Linked DNA regions of Mus musculus: region 1 is linked to region 2. The links are chromatin contacts, called in public HiChIP or PLAC-seq maps. All regions are on one chromosome and are shown on one strand. The core of a region is the stretch at or near the end of the contact, and the rest is flanking DNA. Distances in the headings are between cores, read along the strand shown. Region 1 overlaps Apba2 (amyloid beta (A4) precursor protein-binding, family A, member 2). Region 2 overlaps Fan1 (FANCD2/FANCI-associated nuclease 1).

The links. HiChIP or PLAC-seq counts read pairs in DNA pulled down with a chosen protein or histone mark.
Region 1: a contact with region 2 is called in an H3K27ac HiChIP or PLAC-seq map of oligodendrocyte precursor cells, with 3 times the contacts expected there. The contact joins two enhancer-like sites. A contact is called at or near these places in 1 of 39 promoter capture datasets (hippocampal neurons) and 2 of 115 datasets of contacts at active chromatin or transcription factors (embryonic forebrain and oligodendrocyte precursor cells).

The regions. Positions count from the first base shown.
Region 1 is chr7:64,695,304-64,699,893 of GRCm38.p6, forward strand. Apba2 (amyloid beta (A4) precursor protein-binding, family A, member 2) reads left to right here. Exons shown (of 15, transcript NM_001291166.1): 4 at 1-714. Among named protein-coding and RNA genes, the nearest start is that of Nsmce3, 180 kb to the right of the region's middle. Within about 2 kb of position 1,863, at least 30 of the 459 cell types and tissues checked have an H3K27ac peak or open chromatin away from gene starts, as enhancers often do. A contact at or near this core is called in oligodendrocyte precursor cells, where this site is marked.
Region 2 is chr7:64,359,268-64,364,328 of GRCm38.p6, forward strand. Fan1 (FANCD2/FANCI-associated nuclease 1) reads right to left here. Exons shown (of 14, transcript NM_177893.4): 7 at 3,865-3,973; 8 at 2,673-2,792. Among named protein-coding and RNA genes, the nearest start is that of Fan1, 12 kb to the right of the region's middle. Within about 2 kb of position 1,469, at least 81 of the 459 cell types and tissues checked have an H3K27ac peak or open chromatin away from gene starts, as enhancers often do. A contact at or near this core is called in oligodendrocyte precursor cells, where this site is marked.

The DNA of each region.
Region 1 (4,590 bases), core at 613-3,112, 340 kb after region 2:
TCTGAGGAGGAGGACTATGACGAGGGCCTCCCTGAGGAGGAGGAGGGTGTCACCTACTACATCCGCTACTGTCCTGAGGATGACAGCTACCTGGAGGGCATGGACTGTAATGGGGAGGAATACATAGCACACGGTGCACATCCCGTGGACACCGATGAGTGTCAGGAGGCGGTGGAGGACTGGACGGACTCAGTGGGCCCTCATACTCATAGCCACGGGGCTGAAAACAGCCAGGAGTACCCAGATGGCCACCTGCCTATCCCAGAGGATGACCCTACTGTCCTGGAGGTCCATGACCAGGAAGAAGATGGCCACTACTGTTCCAGCAAGGAGAGCTACCAGGACTATTACCCCCCAGAGACCAATGGGAACACAGGTGGCGCCTCCCCCTATCGCATGAGGCGTGGGGATGGGGACCTAGAGGAGCAGGAGGAAGACATCGACCAGATAGTGGCTGAGATCAAGATGAGCCTGAGCATGACCAGTATTACCAGTGCCAGCGAGGCCAGCCCTGAGCACATGCCGGAGCTGGATCCCGGGGATTCCACTGAGGCCTGTCCACCCAGTGACACTGGCCATGGACCCGGTAGGCAAGAAGCAAGGCCCAAGTCGCTGAACCTTCCCCCTGAGGTTAAGCACCCTGGAGACCTCCAGAGAGGACTCAAGACCAAGACCAGGACCCCAGAGGAGAGGCCAAAGTGGCCCCAAGAGCAGGTATGCCTTAACTACCTCCAGGGAAGGGGTGGCCCTAGAGAGTATGATATCACCCAGTAGGTAGTGAAGCCCATGGTGGGGGTGGGGGTGATGACAGGTGGAGGGGTGGGGTGGGGTAGGGGGAGCTAGCAACTATCCAGTTGACACTGTGAATTAAGTTAATTGTTCAGTAACTGTGATGATCAAGGAATGTCTTGTCACCTTAAGGAATCCATCCCTTAAATTCAGGAACCCATACCACCAAAGGGCTGATTGGCAGCTCTGATCTCCTAGGAAATGCCCTGAACCCAGGCTGTATTCCACTGCCTGACTCAGCTCACGATAGGAGAGGATCCATGCTACTCTTCTGATTCCCTGAGGTGGCCTCCTCAGGCCATCAGGACCCTGGTCAGGATGGCAGTAAAGGGATGCAGGCATTCACATACTTCCCTACCTCACAGTGCCCATTGCAACGTCTCCAAAGCCATCTTGACCCCATGGGCGCTTAGTTGTGAGAAACTACTGTCTTGGAAAAAGAAATCACTATTTCGAAATGTGACCAAGTCATAGAGAAGAAGTGCATACTAACACGAGGGATAGAACCACAATCATTCTTTATTTCAGTTACATCAAAGCAAGTATGTAGTCTAATAAACACATCTGAAAAACCACCATCCCACCCCACCCCCACACAAAACAGAAAAAGAAATCACTGTGAGCGTGTACAGGGAGATGTAATTACTGGATTTGTATAAAGGACTTCTCTTTGGCCCATTATATGGACAGCTTTCCTGGTTTGTAAAGCCTTAATTATTTTCCCCCAGAAGATTTCATGAGTTTGAATATTTATTCAATACATACTGAATTGAACACACACACACACACACACACACACAGGGGTGAAAGCTGGTGCTTGGAATGTAAATCACGTTGATTTGCTATGGGATTCGCCACACATTTCGGTGCCTTTTATTCTCATTGAGTTAGTAATTGCCAGCTGACTTCACTTTTGGGGTGCCCTGTCATCGACAGCAGTTCTGCCTTCATGGGGAGGGGCATACTGTGAGGCATAAACTCTATTGTACTCGTAAATGTTGGAGGCAGGGGCTTGGGACTCTGGTCTGGGCTTCAGGCCAAAATACCCACATTTTTATTCATTCGTTTTCAGAACACGAGCTTCTCCCCAACAACAGCGATGGCACTGCAGGAATGGGCGTGGGTCGTAGATCATGTGACACACTGTGCTTTGTTGTAATAAGTGGCCTCCCCATCAAAGGTCCGTCAGGAAAAAAATTATCTTGGAACCTGGTACGGAGTTAGAACACCTGGGTGCTGTTCTGTTGTGTTTCACTTTCCTTCATGATAACCAGATGAATGAATGAAGGTGAATAGAATTCCATAGACCTTTGGATTAGAGTGCTTGGGGCACGCGCATACATGTGCGCGCGTGTGCGTGTGTGTGTGCGTGTGCGTGTGTGTGTGTGTGTGTGTGTGAATGCAAATGGTTAAATAAATGAGTGTTGGTGGCAGGTGGAACTGGGGGACGTCTCAAGCCATCATGGGAGACAAAAATGAAATCTGTTCTTTCAGAGAAAGGTGTTGAATGGAAAAGCAGGTACTTCAATCTCTCAGCCCACGGTGTCCTTAAAGCAATGTTCTTAGCCAAGACATTGGAAAAACTTCTGAGAGCCAGTTAATGATTATATTCGGTTCTTTTGTTGTTTTGTTATTATTGCTTTTGTAGTCATGCATTCATTAGTTTGTCTGTCCATCCATGGACTAATCCTGTCCAGAGAGAGCCTAGAGGACCTAGCTCCAGACTGCCCAGGCCCCCAGGAATGAACGAGCTGTGTGCTCCTCTGGAAGGCTCTGTTGGGTCTTGCCATGCAGATGAGTTGTATATCCTGTTGTCCCGAGTTGCTCATCTCACACTAGGAATTCTGAATTTGGGCCATTAACATCCACTGGTGAATAAATTGAGCCATAAATATCCACTGGAATCACCTTGGAAACCAGATTCTCTAGAAAATGCACAGCGCTGGATACTTCGAAGGTGCTTCATTTGAAATCACAGCTGTGTTCCTAAAAGGAATCTTACTCCCCTGGGGACAGACAAGCTGTGCCAGGAACAATCAAAAGCCTGGTCTAGGACAGAGAGTCAGAGTCAGAGTGTCTGAGGCCCCTACCCAGTTCCTGGAGCCCCATCTGTGTGTTTAGTGCGGCACTGCCTAGAACCAATGTTACAGCAGAAATGAATCAGGAGGCAGGGGGTTGCGGGGGTGGGTTGGAGCAACCACCCTGGCCTCCTGGTAGACTTTCTCTGTAAAACTTGCCCTTGGCCTATAACATGGGCCCAACAGGGGGCACCCCAGAACTACCTGTTTGCAATTCAACAAGATGGCACATTCAAATCGGAGAAGCATTGCTGTGGAAGTCCAACTGGAGGGACATGGTAGCATCCCTTATCTCTCCCCTACTTGTTTTAAAGCTTAAAAATTATAGTCAGTGTTAGTTTTTGAAGTATGGTTTGAGTGTCTCTAATCTGAAATAGAGTCCTAAATACTCTAAAGCTGGTTTCTTGAGTGCTGACATAAGGCTATAGCAGAAACTATCACACCACCACCCTGAGACAGGCCACGATCAAAGCACAAGTGTGTTAGGTTACCCCCCAACCCCCGCTTTTCATTAGAAAACATACATGAATTCTCATGTTACAGTCTCATCCCAAATCTGAACCCAGGGATTCTCTCAGTCATTTTGTGCAGGATGTTTAGGCTGTCCTGAGGAACATCCTTCGGCCACTGTAAGTACATGGTATACATGTGAGACATGCACTTCCCACAGGACCACTACGCAGCATAAAGACCTGTCTTCGTGTGCTCTGTGTTCCCTGAAGACCCCAGGACTGAACATAGAGCACACAGCTATCATTACGGCACAGATGGTGGGTGGCCTTTTCTCCCATATGTGAGACTGGCACAGACATCTTTTTACATACGAATGGTGTTTTCTGTCTTTTGTACTTCTTGAGGGCCAGGGCCTGAGTGATACATGTTGTTGTAAAAGGGTCTGTGTTGACCCTTTTACATTCCCGCACCACTAACTTGCCTACTGTGTTCTCTTGGCCATGAGGTATGGTCCCACGTCTTATCTCTGTCTTGGATTTTTTTTCCTTTCCTATTTCATAGACTGCTTCATGCATTTTGCTACATGTTTCCTTTAGCCTGTTTTCCTTTGGACTGGGACTGTTCCATTCTCACCGTCTCCATAGTTATTAAGACACAGGTGACCCATCAGCTGTCAGTCTACCTCTTTGGGGCACAGAAGGAGTCAGTCAGATGATTCCTTCCCACACATGGAGGATGAATTTATAATAGACACTGCTTTAGTCTGGCCTCTGTAGAAAGCAAGTTGCTCATTGTGACAGTAAGTGGAGTGTATGACCTGTAGCATCTGCCTGTGCTTTGGATTGCTGTGCGTGCTCAGAAGGCTCCAGTTTCCTCTTACAAGTTACAGTCCATCAACAGGGGAAACCAAAGCAGGAATTCAAAGCAGGAGCTGATAGAGAGGGCATGGAGAGATGCTGCTTGCATTTCATGGCTTTCTCAGCCTGCTTATAAAACTCAGGACCACCATCCCAGGGATGGTACCACCCACAATGGGATCGGTTCTCCTGTAGCAATCATTAACCAAGAAAATGCCTTCCAGGTTTATCCATAGGCATTCTGATGGAGGTGTTTCTTCTTTTCTAGTTTGTGTAAAGGTGACAAAAAGCCAACCAGGACACATCCTGTGTCTTATGGCGCTTCCTTCCAAGGTGGAAGGCTGCAGGCACTGATGAACCCGCTACTCAGCACCAGCACCTTTGCAGCAGAGAGGCTTGTCTGAGAGGGCAGC
Region 2 (5,061 bases), core at 219-2,718:
AGACATACAGATATGCCCATATACAGAAAAACACACAGATACACACACATAGATATACACACACACACACACAAACACACACAAATGTCCACACACAGATACAGATACACACAGATATTCACACAAATACACATACAGATACACACACAAATACAGAAACACACACAGAAATACACAAAGATACACACACACACACACAAATAAACACACAGATACCTACACACATAAAAACAGACATACAGATATGGCCATATACAGAAAAAAACACAGAGATACACACACACACACAGAGTTAAAGAGGCAGAAAGGCTAAGTTTAACTCTACTCCCAAAACAGCGAGGAAGCAGGAAGCCTATGGAACCCGAGGGGGAGGGTAGAAATGGGCAAAGACCTCAGTCTTTTCGTTTGCACTAATAACTAAACAGGTACAACAATGTAAGTATAACACACACCACAGAATCATATCTAAAGTGGCGTAAAGGGCAAACTTTGCACACATTTTATCCTAATAGAAAAATGAGAGACGGGCAGGATGGCGCAGTAGGTAAACCCACTGCAGCCAAGCCTGAAAACTCAAATTTAGTCCTGGGACCCATATGGTGGGAGGAGAGAAATGACTCCCCACAAGTTCACCTCTGACCTGCCCATGTGCACACGCACATGCATACACATTCTAAATATACTTTAAAACTTTAAAGAAAAACTTAAAAACAAAACGAAACCAAAGCCCGAGGAACAAACGGAAGCTCAAGCCTGGGGAACTAATGATGGGTGTAAAGGAACCGAGACGGGCGAGCAGGACCCTGCCGCGTATGCTGGTCCTGGAGAGGGGACCTGGCGTGGGGAGGGGTGTGTCCCTGCACGTGTGCCCTGCAGACAGACAGAAGACACAGAAGACAGAGGATGTGGGCACAGGGTAACAGGAGCTGTGTGGATGGTACTAATGCACTGGGAAAGGGTTAAAAGGAACTAGAACTTTCTTAGCATCCATGAACAATGAGCTCAGCGGCCTGTCTGGCCCTATGACTGCGGCAAAGGTCTGCAGAACTGTGAACAAGGAGGGATGAGTAACATCCTCGGCCATGAGTACAGTGAGAGCCGAGAGGTAGCACAACAGACACACGTGCTCGCCTTCCCAGGCTGGGTGCTGGTCAGCCCCGCCCTGCTATGCAAGCCTTAGCGTGCAGCAGGAGGAAGAGGCCCCATTCCCACCTCCAGGACAGAGATCAGTTTCCGTTGGCTTTTCATGGGCACCAGAGGCAACAAGGTGCTGGTTTAGTAGAAAGCTGTGAAAAAAATCCTACGGCATACCTCCACATTCCATGGGCAATTTTTTCCAGCCCTCTTTCCCCCAGATTCACTAAATGTACCACTGGAAAAACAAATCCTCCCTGAGACACAGTCCCTTCCATTCAGTTCAAACACGGGGCTGGAATGGAGACAGTCGGGGAGGGAACCCACAGGCCGCCACACAAAGAGTCACTGTTACCAGCCTGGCTCAGAGGCAGTGGCCTCAAAGGCCCCACCCTGCCCAGCCACAGGAGTGACAGGATCTGTCTATTTCAAGTCCCCAAGTTCCCTGGGGCCTGCCAGAGAAGGTGGCCTGTTCAGAGATGGGGCAAAATGCCCTGCAGAAGCACAGAGGATACTCTTCAAGCACCTGCAGTGAGAAAAGGGAGAGACTGACTCCCATCAGCCTTTGTAACAAGAAGCACTGAGCAACAAGTCTATTAAGCCACCATCTCCAGCCCAGACTGTGGCTGAGACACAGAGACAGACAGAGACACAGAGAGAGAGAGAGGACAGAGACAGAAGAGAACCACTATGAACCTGCAGACAGCTGAGACACACCGGTCCTCTCTCTCCTTGATTGCATTTCCTGGAGCCCACTATCAACCCCTTTCCTCTTCCACTCAGAGCAGACAGACATCTCCTGCCTTCATTTAATGCTAGTGTTAGAATTACCCCTGCTTTCCTGGGGTAGGGGATGAGGTTGGAAGAAATCAAAGAATGTTAGCCAAAGGAAAAATATCTTCTAATTATATTTGGAAATTTCATTTATTAAGTTTTGATTTGACTATCACATTTGTTATATTAGTGGTTTCTAAAGTTTTTTATAAAAACTAAATATTTAAAGGCTTTTGTTTTTATCTGGAGTAATTTTTCCATGTGTTATAGAGAAATACATCACTATTAATAAAAACCATACATTTTACTATTTTTTCTCAGGACCATAAATTACTTTTTTGGTGATAGCACTAACACAGAAATTAATGGGAAAGGAGAAGGAAAGGGGGAAGTGGTGCAATTACATTTTAATTAAAGTAAAATAAATGGCCAGTACGGTGCACGCCTTTTACATCAGCAACGGAGAAGCAGAAGCAGGTGGATCTCTGGGTACTTGAAGCCAGCCTGCTATACATGGTGAGTTCTAGGACAGCCAGAGCTACACAGTGAAACTCTGTTCTGACAGACAGACAGACAGAGTTACACAGTGAAACTGTACCCCTCCAACAAACAAATAAGCTAATTAAAGGAAGGTGCTTTCGTAGGCTTTGGTAGCTCAGTGGCCAAGTGTTTGTTTAACTATGCCTTGAGTTCCATCCCCGGTGCTGAAGCACTTAGAGTTTGCCATTAAGAACCAAATAAGCAGCGGGGTATGCTGCCAGTACCTCTTCCAGACGCTTCAGGTGCTGGTGCAGGTTAAGAGCCAGGCGATCCCACCAGCGGCCTCTGCTGTCAGGACAATAGATTTTCTGAGACAAGAGGTTTTCAAGTTCCTTGACAGCTTCCTATGGCAACAATGAAAAGAAAGGTGGTTAGATGCTGGGAACATGGGTTCTAATCACAGTCAGACGCCAACAGGGTTGCTGAGGTCCATCTGCAGTGAAGGCCAAGGACCAGCCCTGACAGGCAGCAGTTTGAGATGTTCTCCTGTATGACCATAGCTGCCTGAGCACCTGTACTTGACCCCAGGTCTCTGCCTAGTGATGCTGAGCCCTCAGAGTCTGTGGGCAGGTGCTGGTCTTCTCCACGTCACCTCTGGCAGCCCAGCCACCCAGGGTCCTGGCTATGTACAGGGAGCTAAGCACTGGCTGGTGCTGCCATACCCTGACACTCTGGGAAGCCAGCAGGCTCTAGACCCTCTGAGATTTGAGGCACGCTGTCTGTCAGGAAGGACAGATGGAAAGGGACAGAGGAAGGGAGAGGAGTCCTTCAGTCTGGGATCTGGCTGTGAGTCAGAAACTTCAACACAACTGATGAAGCATAACTTGCCAGGAGAATGCTCCTGTCTTCCCAGAGTAAAAACAGCAAACCAGGTGCCCCTGACCTTCACCCTGCCCCAGCTGTGTACCCAACAAAGCCACCTAACAATGTCAAAGGGAATCTTTCTTAAGATAAGGGAAACACCTTGAATTAATTTAATTTCCAACTTTGCTTTACCTTTAAATCTTGTCAACTCTAATACGTTCCTTGTGAAATGGGGGAGCTTTAAGAGCTTCCGAATGACAGATGCGGCATCTTGTCCATGGATCGTCCTGGGATTCAGGGGAGCTAAGTCAAAGACCCAGCTTGCCATTTTCCCGTTGTAAAAAGCATATACTAATACAGAAATACCAGACACAGTAAAAGGGAACTCTGGGATGTCTTAAGCTAAGGATGTCACCAAATTATTATTTGCAGCTACATCTCTAGACAATACCCCACAGATGACAAGGGGGTACGAGCTTTTTACCCACAAGATCTAGGGTAACTGAGTCTCCCACCAAGCTCCGAGACCCAGGTAAGCTGAATGGGCTCCTCCCAGGCTCTGTGCATGGCCAGCGAGCCTTCCCAGTGAAGGGTGGAGGAGGGTGCTCTAACCTCGTACATGTGAAGCCTCTCTAGGACTTCAACAGCCCGAGAGGAAATCCTTGTGTAGATCCACCCGACGGTAAAGCAGCGCAGGAAGGGCGGCAAGGCCTCGTGGTACCTGAAAGGACAAGGCATGCCAGGGGTTAGTAACTGGGCTCATACAAACTGTAAAAAGTGACAAAATGTGGGATTTCTATCTTTGAGATGATATATTTCAATACTTTGAGTTGTGTGTTCCATTTTCTGGACTATAAAATTAGATCATCACAGCCAAGCCCCTGTCTCAGGATGCTAGGAGAGGTGAGAAGAGAAGACATAACAAGATTTAAAATGGAGGTCAGCATTTAAACCTCATCCACAAACCTGGACAAGTCTTCACATTTCCTAAAGCCTGCAGCAAACGGTGACTTTACCTTCTTCAAACATCATTTAAAAATACACTCTACTATTGACCCTTCTGTATATGTTGCCACGACTACTTGAAACTAAGTTCATTTTGTAACTGACATATAAACACACAGAAACTGCATGAGGCTCTAATACATGCCAACTCTGTATCCAAGGTGAACGTTAGACATTTTTCACTTCTGTTTTGGGGCAGTGTCTCAGTTGGGGTTATTGTTGCTGTGATGAAAAGCAATTTAGGGAGGAAAGCTTTTGTTTGGTTTACACTTCCACATCATTGTTCATCACTGAAGGAAGTCAGGACAGGAACTCAAGCAGGGCAGGCACCTGGAGGCAGGAGCTGATGCAGGGACCAGGGAGGGGTGCTACTTACTGGCTTGCTCAGCCTGCTTTCTTAAAGTTCCCAGAACTACCAGTCCAGGAATGGCCCCACCCACAATGGGCTGGGCCCTCACCCATCATCACTAATTAAGAAAATGTCCTACAAGCTTGCCAAGAGCCTGATCTCATGAAGGCATTTTCTCAATTGAGATTCCCTCTTCTCAGATGACCACAGCTTGTGTTAAGCTGACATACAACTAGCCAGTGGAGGGAGGCTGTGTACGTTTGTGTTCAGGTGTGTGCAGACACACGTGTACAAGGATGGCCAGAAGCTGACACTGTTCAGGTGTGTGCAGACACACGTGTGCAAGGATGGCCAGAAGCTGGCACTGTTCAGGTGTGTGCAGACACACGTGTACAAGGATGGCCAGAAGCTGGCACTGTGCCTTCCTCAACCCTTCCCCTTGGTCTCTGGGTTTG